3 separate regions of the Mus musculus genome follow, and regions 2 and 3 are each linked to region 1. A link is a contact called in public Hi-C and HiChIP or PLAC-seq data. All regions are on one chromosome and are shown on one strand. Each heading gives the region's core, a stretch centred on a gene start, on an enhancer-like site or on the middle of the called end of the contact. The rest is flanking DNA. Distances are from core to core; before and after follow the strand shown.

Region 1 (2,700 bases), core at 141-2,640:
CAAGACGTGGCACCTCAGAACAAAATCCTTACTTAAGAGAGACGTGAACTTTCTAGAATAGTAATAATAGACATACTGACAACAGCTAATGTTTAGGATGCTTTAGTTAAACTGATCATTGTTATGATCACATGGAAGCTAGAATTTCTTGGAGTGGGTGAAAGCTGGGGCTTGTAATAGGAAGAGCCAAGAAAAATGGGAAGGCAGAAGGGGCTGGCCTGAGGGAGGAGCCCAACCAGCATCCACATCCCGGGACTCAGCGCGTAGCCCCTTGACTTTTGTGGGGTTCTCTCTGAAGAGCTCATCTAGTCTAGGAATCACAGCTATTATTAGGGGTCCCACAACACCAGGAAACCACGCAGGTTGAATTTTTATTAAATTAAGTTGATTAGTTTATTTTGAGGCAGAGCCTCATGTAGCTCAGGCTAGCCTCATAGCTTCCAAACAGGATTCTAATACCCACCTTTCTTGTTAGTTAAGTACTGGAATTCCAGAGAGAGAGAGAGAGAGAGAGAGAGGCTGACAGTGGCAGTAACAGCTAACTTGAACCCACTGGAATTTATGGGTATGATCTACATACTGCCACTGTTAGGTGGCTGCTATTAATATTAGACTCATTTTATACATAAGGACTTCTACTGTGTGACTCCAAAGTGTGTACATTTCAGGTACTTCTCTCTGCTTCCCTCTAGTAAGAAATGTTGGTTTTATCCAGGACATCTCCCTTACCTAAACTGAGACATCCTGAGGATTGTCTGGGACTGAGCAGAGGAGAAGAAATGGGTCTTCAAAGAACCTAGCAGGAGAGAAACTACTGTCTTTTCTCTGGAACCCTGCATAGAGGAAAAGTAGGAAAAGAGACTTAATGGTTCAAAATTGTTCTGATCTGTTTTTTTTTTTTTTCTCGCTGGTCAAATGGGACTGGCTGCAGGTTCTTAGAGGCACAGTAGGGAGGGTGAAGGCAGCCACCTTCAGCTCAGAGGCTCCTGGGAATTGTATTTAAGAGCCCCAGGATCATCCTTGATCCAAGCTGCCTATCACGGGCCATCTTCCACAGAGACCAGGCTCTATCTACATTTTCTGGGCTCCCAGAAGTGGCCGCAAGATGTGATAAAGGCTCCATTCCCAGGGCTTCCCAGTTATAACTTCCCTAAGGTTTATGAACAGAGGTGACACTCAGCCTTTCCTTCTCCCACCTGTGGCTGTCTTAGAATAACTATCTCATGCTCCATGTTCCTGTCTTTGTTTTTGGCTCACTACTCCTCTTGTTTGAATAGATGAAAAAGTGTGTTTAGATTATTCAGCCCCATCTGTCAATAGTCACCAATCTGAACTGCCTGTCCTACAGAGGCCAGCTCCCTCACTGTCCCCTTAGAAAACAAATGCCATCTGTGAGCTCAGGCATTGCCAGCTGCTGCCACAACAATCCCCCCTGGCTGAAGGATGCTGGTGATTCTGATGGAGGATGCCTAGTCCTTCCCAGAGCCAGGGCAAACTATTCAGAGCAGGCCTTCTGCTCAGAGGCTCTGTCTTCCATGTTCCTTCAGCAAGCTCAGGGTCTGTTATGAACCCCAAGCCCAGGATCTTAGTCTGTTTAGTATTGCTATAATAGAATACCACAGTGTGGGCAATGCGCAAAGCAAAGGACTCTGCTTCTTACAGTTCTTAAACCCAGGAACTGCAATATCAAGGAGTGGACATCTGGTAATAACCAATTTTCTTTGTCACAACATGACAGAGGGCAGCATATGTCAGACAAAGACAGCATGCCAGCTTGAGTCTGTCTTCCTCTAATCCTATCATGGGGGGCACACCTAAATGACTCCACCTAATCCCAATTAACTACCAAAGGCTTTGTTCCAAATATCATCAACATGAATTTGGCGATTAAGTTTCCAATGCATGAAATTTGGGGGAGATTCAATCTGGGGTGTGGCAAGAGCCCACCCACCAGTTCTGCTTGGCACACTGCCTCTTATCTAGATGGACATTCTTGCTCTTTCTTGCCATTTTTTTTGTCACCAGAGCCACTGCTGGGCTTTTGCTCTCAACAAACAAGGTACCTGGAATGGAGTCACCACCTTCTCTATACCTCCAAGTCTCATAATACCCACAATCCTCTGGGGTCTCGCTGACCCCCAAACCTAGATTCCCATTGATCCTGAGGAGAGGCAGGCTGGCTGAACAGAGCCACTTTCCAAGCTGTGGTCCCTTTTTTCTTCCTTTGTCACTGAACCCATATGGTTGAGGACTTAGCATTCATTCCAGAATTACTCTGGAACCCATGGGGTGCAAAGACAGTTCTACCCACTTTCTGCTGTCGTGTATGTGGCTTCACTGTGGCGAAAGAGAAAGCCCGGTGAGCAAATGGCTGCAGCATACTGCTCTGAGAGCTTAGGTAGCAGCACAGCCAGACCAACTAAATTCTACGAGGACTGATTGGAGACCGGATGTGGTGTGCATGCCCTTGGGAGGTGGAGGCAGGAGGATTAAGAACTCTACATCATAGTTACCTATGTAGGACTTTCAAGGCTAACCTGGACTACCTGAAAGCCTGCCTCAAAACCAAAATAAACCACAGGAGGGCAGAAAAAAAAGGAGGAAGACAAAATGATGTCTGATTGTCTTATGGTGTGTGGCTGGGAGAAGATCTAAAATGAAATGAATAGATACATGCCCAGATCGTGAGGAATGAGAAAC
Region 2 (2,700 bases), core at 40-2,539, 140 kb after region 1:
AGTTGATCAAAGTTTAAGCTGATGCTACATTTTTAGGGCGATGTTCTGTGAAGTAAGAGCTAACTGGTTCAGATGCTCACGAAGGAGCTGATGAAGGCGCTAGAAAATAAGTTGTGCTCTCTTTTAGAGCTGTGACCATGGGAAAGCAGTCTGGTGTAGAGGTTACAGAGTACAGTGGCAGAAAGCCCAAGACTAAGATCTTCACCAATGAGTCACGTGCTCTTGGATAAGTCACTTTAACTCTGTGCCCACGTTTTCTCATCTGTAGGGCAGAGATGATAATGCCTCTTGATGGAGATGCTATGTAAACAATAAATACAAAACACCTATAGGACTGCCTGGTCTACTATAGGAGGCATTTCCTATTACTACTCAGACACACAGCCCTGCTACTTTTGTAGCTGTCATGTGGAGGGTGCATGCTGGCCACCAGGTTCCCAGCTCCAGTAGGGCTGATAAGGCAGAGACGTGGTGTTTCCATGGAGAATAGAGGCCTAAGATCATGGGAGATGGCCAGAAAAAAAAAGTTTGTGAATGACTGCATCTGATATTTTTTCCTTCCGTTATGTCCAAATCCCTGACAAGAAGCAAATGAACAGAGGAAGGGTTATCTTGGTTCACACTTCAAGAGTGTATTCAAAGAACAGAAATTATGGCCAGGAAGGCATGGTGGTGGCAGGAACATGATACAGCTGGCCACATTGCATCTGCAGTCAGGAAGCAGAGAGCAATAAATGCTGGTGTCCAGCTTTCTTTCTCCTATAAACCAGTCCAGAACACCCACTTCCATAGGATAGACCCATTCACATTTAGTTCAGTTTCAACTCAATCTAGAAACTACCTCATAGATATGCTTAAAAGTTTGTCTCTCTAGGGATGCGAAATCTTGTCACAATAGCAGTTAACATTAACCGTCACAATTATCTTCTAGGCAGCTTTCTGGGGGCTGAGATGAGCCCAGAAATGTGGCTTTGCTCACCCACTGTGGCACCAACACACACATATGGTTTCTTCTTTTTTGAAAGATTTACTGCTAATTCATGGTGTTGGTTGATCTCATTATAAGCTGGTTATCTTCCTAGAGACACCACCTCAGTGTTCATAGGAAGTAATTCTCCGCAAAGAGAAAACAGAGAGAGAACATGACCCTACCCTGGATATTCCTAATGCTACCCATAGCCAGTGTCTTTAAACTGCCTCTGGTTATAACTCTATTGCTGGTCAGGAGAGAAATGAACACTTACACACCAATGGAGATGCCTGGGCTGCTGGCCAGGGCCCAGCGGGGAGAGGAGAGGGGCCAAGACTCCTCCTGGGTCACAGGACTAGGCTCTGGGAGCTGCCTGCTTTGCACACAGTGCTGAGCTGAAGCAGATTTCCACTACAGATGGCCCAGTTGGGACCCTAATAGCAGGTGGGTGAAGTGATCCCTCAGACAGCCAAAACACAGGATATTGAAGCAACCCATGACTTGTGGGCCATAGCACACATGTTAGGAATAAGAGATACAGGTATGGGAGAGACACAGGACTCTCCAGCTTCCAAGGTGGCTAGGAGGGTTGGAAACAGAGCTCTTAACAATGTCCCCTGCCTCAAGAGGCTTGGAAGGCCCCAGGGTAAACAGGTAAGGCCTATAACCATATAACCACACTGGAGAACACAGTTCTAGGAGAAAATGACACTAAAGCTGAGTTAGGAAAGTGACACAAATTTGCCGGGGGTGGGGTTCCCCTGTGCTGGATTTGTTTGCTTGGTTTTGTTTGTTTGTATGTTTCTGTTTTTAAGCAGAATTAAAGTGGTATTTTCAAAATTCTTGATGTTACTAAGAAGACACCAGAATAGGATAGAAACAGAAATGGCTAGGGCTCCTCCAAAACTAGGAAAGAGGAAGCGTCCTCCTAACCAAGGTGGGCTGCATCGGGAGAAAGGACTCCCATGGTACTGGAGTATTGGGGGCCGGCTGCTTTCTTGCTTTGTAGTTCATCTCCTTTCACAGCCCAGTTTATGTGTTTTTCCAGGTCATCTTGGTCATTTTCTGTGCCAGGTGATTGGACTTGATAGATGTTCATCATAGTATAAGGTCAGAACACATGGCCAACATGTCAGAAATGTCTGTTGCTTAAATAAAGGATCTGGGCAACAACATACTGGAGTTCCAGCAGCAGCTGGAGGCTCTGTTGCCCCTGCCCACCCACCCTTAACACTTTTTTCCATAAACAAGACTAAAAATTCAAGGAAGAGTCACCTGGCAATTTTCTCTAGATTCTCCAGGTTCAGAGAAACTCTTTGAGAAAAGGAGGTAGGGGAGGGGTCCAGCCATCTAAGAACCTTTTCATCTCCAGGAAATCTCTCCCTGCCCCTCTCCCTGTCCCTGTCCTTTCCCCTCTCTTCCCTCCCCTCCCCCCACTCCTGGATTCCAAAGAATACAGGAGTCATCCTGAAGATACAGCTCTGGAACAGGATAGGAAAGAGGGCCACCTCAAAACAAAAGGACTCCAGATGGCAAAAAGAAAACAATGATGATAGCCCAAGTTACTGGAGAGCTTTCCTTGCCTCGTCCACCACCCTCACAACAGGTAGTCCTTCTCATACTTGCTCTCTCTCTCTCTCTCTCTCTCTCTCTCTCTCTCTCTCTCTTTCATATGCACACACAGAGTCACACACACACTTACAACACTCTCACACTCACACACTCTCACA
Region 3 (2,700 bases), core at 165-2,664, 170 kb after region 1:
TCCCTAGTGTAAACACTCTGTTAAAACAAATTTGAACCCCCTTCCCTATGGTCTCTCGGGACACTTATGGGACCTTTCCCGGGAAAGAAAAGATGTGCCAGGCAGGACGAGCTGGACCAGCCTCATCCTCTAACAGGCAAACACAGGCTCGCCTGGCTGGAGAACTTTGCAAAGCGCCCCAAACGGCTCCCAGCTTCCACTCTCAGCCATTTCTCTTCTCAGCTCACAAAGAGCGGGGACGGAGCAAACCGTCGCCACCTGCAGCCAGGTCCCGGGGCGCTGCTCCTGGCGCCCGGCGAGGGAAGGCAGGCCAATGGCAAGAGGGCAGAGGTTCACACCCCCACCCCCAAACCTCTCGGCGCCCCAGTGCCCGGAGGTGGCTCTGCAGCCCAGGGAACCGACGCCCCCAGGCCGGCTGCTTGCTCCCCCACGGCCCGGCCCCACCCCCAATCCTTCCGGCGCCCCAGCGCCCACCCACCCGGGCGCGGGAGTGGGAGGGTGCCGCGTGGGCAGCGGGAGCAACAGGCGTGGGAGCAGCGCTCCTCGCACTTGCTGTCTCTGGGAGGCTCGGTCGTTTCCCTCTTACCTTCGCCGAAGCCAGCCCCAGGCCCCGCGCCCCGCGCGCGCGAGGAAGCTGAGGCCAGGGGCCGCCGAGGCGCAGAGCGCCCAGCAGCGCGGGGAAGCGCCCAGCAGCCGCCGCTCGGGCGGCTCCTCCTCGCCGGCGAAGTCTCGCTCGTCCCTCCTTCACTCGGTCGGTTCGTGCGTCGGTCCGTCCGTGGGGCCGTTCCTCCCCCGCTGCCGCCGCCGCCGCCGCCGCCACCGCCACCGCCGCTCCAGCCCGGGCTTGGCAGCGTGTCCCCTCCCCGCCTAGCCGCTCCGCTCTCGGGCTCGTGAGCTCCGGTTCGCTCGTTCCCTGCCCCCGCCGCCGCTGATGCCGGGCAGAGCGGAGCCGGGCCGGCCACGGGCTGCCTCTCCCGAGGAGGCGGTGGGGGCGCGGCGCGGGCGGGGCGGAGAGGAGAGTCCGGGGGAGGCGGCGAGGCTGCGCCCTCCGCTCCCCACCGATCCCCACGGGCCGAGCGGCCCCAGGCCGGGCCCGAGAGAGCAGAGCGGCCAGGCTGCGGAGGGAGCGAGGAGGAGGACCCGGGAGCCTAGCCGCCGGAGGGTGCCCAGGGCGAGGGCGTGCGAGGGGGAGTGACTCTGCGCGAGGGTGTGTGTGTGTGTGTGTGTGTGTGTGTGTGTGTGTGTAGGGCGCGCGCGTGAGTGGGGGGGCTGCAGCGGGGGGGGGGAGGCGGGGAGACTAGGCAGAGCCTGGTGCGTCTCCCCAGGAGAGTGGAGGAATCCTAGGGTGTGCCTGGAGGTGGTAGTGGAGTGTGCGGACGCGAGTGTGAGCGCGTGTGCCGGCGAGGGTGGGCATGGGGCGAGCGTGGCAAGGTGAGCTTGGCTTGGGGGTGGGGGAGGAGCCGGGCGTGCGGCGTGATCGTGAGTTCGGGGGCGTGTGTGGCTGGGGACTTAGGAAGAGGTGGTAGGGAGCGCTGGCGTGTATGCGCGTGGGGTGTGTACACTTAACTGGCTGTCTGTTTCCCATTCACTGTCCACGCGGTAGAGCAACTAACTCCTCTCCTTGGTCACCTAGTGAGGTGCAGCTGGTCGCCGCGCAAGCTTACAGGCTGACCCTGAACAGTCAGGTGTGTTTGCCAAAGCTGGGAAGATCCCACGGAAGACAAACTGCCTTTATCTCCGCGTAAGAGCCACTGTCGTTCAGGAGTGACCTCTGACACATGGCCAGAAGGTCAGGATTCGCTCCAATACCCCACCACGAATACCCAGAATTAAGACTGGGGATTTAGGAACTCTCATTTCTCTATCTTTCCAAAGCGGGCCCAGGCCCTGGATCCTTTCCAGAGCCCAGAGTTATCTATTGCTTAGTACTCGGACCCAGCGTGAGGAGTGGGACAACCACGGGAGCATAGGATCCAGCTGAGAGTCCCAGGACCATCGCGGCAGCAGAGTAGAGCCCAGTCCTGGCTGCTAAGCCAAACCGTGGCCGGCTTTCCCTGTGTCTCCGGCCTGGGTGCTGGGACTCCCGAGCCTGGAGATCGCGAAGCAAGCAGCTTCGTGCCTCTGCCCGGACCGGAACGCCTTGGCTTGAGAGATGGCAGCTCTGAGTATGGAAAGGTGTGTGCTGAAACACAAAAGCAGAGGAAAGAGAAATGTGCGGAGAGGGTGAAGGCGTGAGTCAAGAATAGGGTTTCTGGTTTGTGGCAAACCGATCCTGTTCCAGAAGTGCAAGTCGAGGAGTAGTTATTGAGGTCTCAGCTACTCTGGGCCTCCAGTACTTCTGAGCTTCTTTTTCATAGGCTCACTTACCCTAACCAAAGCTCCTTTAAGTTTGTCAGTATGAAAGGTGTACAATTGGCCCTTCAAGAGGTGGGTGTGGACCCCATTAACATTTGCCCAGAGTCCAAGAACCCCGTGAGATTTGCATACTCATTTGCATACAGTACTAATGATTAACAACACTGCCACTCCCTGGCCAACCCTGGAAGAATTCAGGGAAGGCCCTGGCGAGGATTCTCCCTCCCTCCTCTATTTGGGAGAGGTTTTTGTTGTTGTTGCTACTGCTAGTGGTGGTGGGGTTTTGTTTTGTTTTTTTGTTTTTTAAATCTCAGTTGAATTGACTCCTGAGAGAAGGTTCTCTGT

The links. A called contact is a pair of places that touch in the nucleus more often than the background predicts. HiChIP or PLAC-seq counts read pairs in DNA pulled down with a chosen protein or histone mark.
Region 2: a Hi-C map of cerebellum shows a contact between it and region 1, with 1.6 times the contacts expected there. The contact joins two enhancer-like sites. A contact is called at or near these places in 3 of 484 Hi-C or Micro-C datasets (cerebellar granule neurons, cerebellum and embryonic stem cells) and 1 of 115 datasets of contacts at active chromatin or transcription factors (oligodendrocyte precursor cells).
Region 3: an H3K27ac HiChIP or PLAC-seq map of oligodendrocyte precursor cells shows a contact between it and region 1, with 4 times the contacts expected there. The contact joins the promoter of Kcnd3 here to the enhancer-like site in region 1. A contact is called at or near these places in 3 of 39 promoter capture datasets (embryonic stem cells, hippocampal neurons and stem cell-derived epiblast-like cells), 5 of 484 Hi-C or Micro-C datasets (cerebellum, cortical neurons, embryonic stem cells and 2 more), 7 of 115 datasets of contacts at active chromatin or transcription factors (embryonic basal ganglia, embryonic forebrain, embryonic hindbrain and 4 more) and 4 of 9 other capture datasets (adipose tissue, embryonic stem cells, liver and 1 more).

Annotation. Positions count from the first base shown.
Region 1 is chr3:105,616,246-105,618,945 of GRCm38.p6, reverse strand. All of the region lies in intron 2 of Kcnd3 (potassium voltage-gated channel, Shal-related family, member 3), which reads right to left. Among named protein-coding and RNA genes, the nearest start is that of Ddx20, 70 kb to the left of the region's middle. Within about 2 kb of position 1,390, at least 8 of the 459 cell types and tissues checked have an H3K27ac peak or open chromatin away from gene starts, as enhancers often do. A contact at or near this core is called in cerebellum and oligodendrocyte precursor cells, where this site is marked.
Region 2 is chr3:105,475,235-105,477,934 of GRCm38.p6, reverse strand. The region is part of intron 2 of Kcnd3 (potassium voltage-gated channel, Shal-related family, member 3); the gene reads right to left. Among named protein-coding and RNA genes, the nearest start is that of Kcnd3os, 24 kb to the right of the region's middle. Within about 2 kb of position 1,289, at least 6 of the 459 cell types and tissues checked have an H3K27ac peak or open chromatin away from gene starts, as enhancers often do. A contact at or near this core is called in cerebellum, where this site is marked.
Region 3 is chr3:105,450,604-105,453,303 of GRCm38.p6, reverse strand. Kcnd3 (potassium voltage-gated channel, Shal-related family, member 3) reads right to left here and starts at 1,414. Exons shown (of 8, transcript NM_019931.2): 1 at 587-1,414. It overlaps Kcnd3os (potassium voltage-gated channel, Shal-related family, member 3, opposite strand), which reads left to right and starts at 349. Exons shown (of 4, transcript NR_040759.1): 1 at 349-751; 2 at 1,634-1,789; 3 at 1,876-2,175.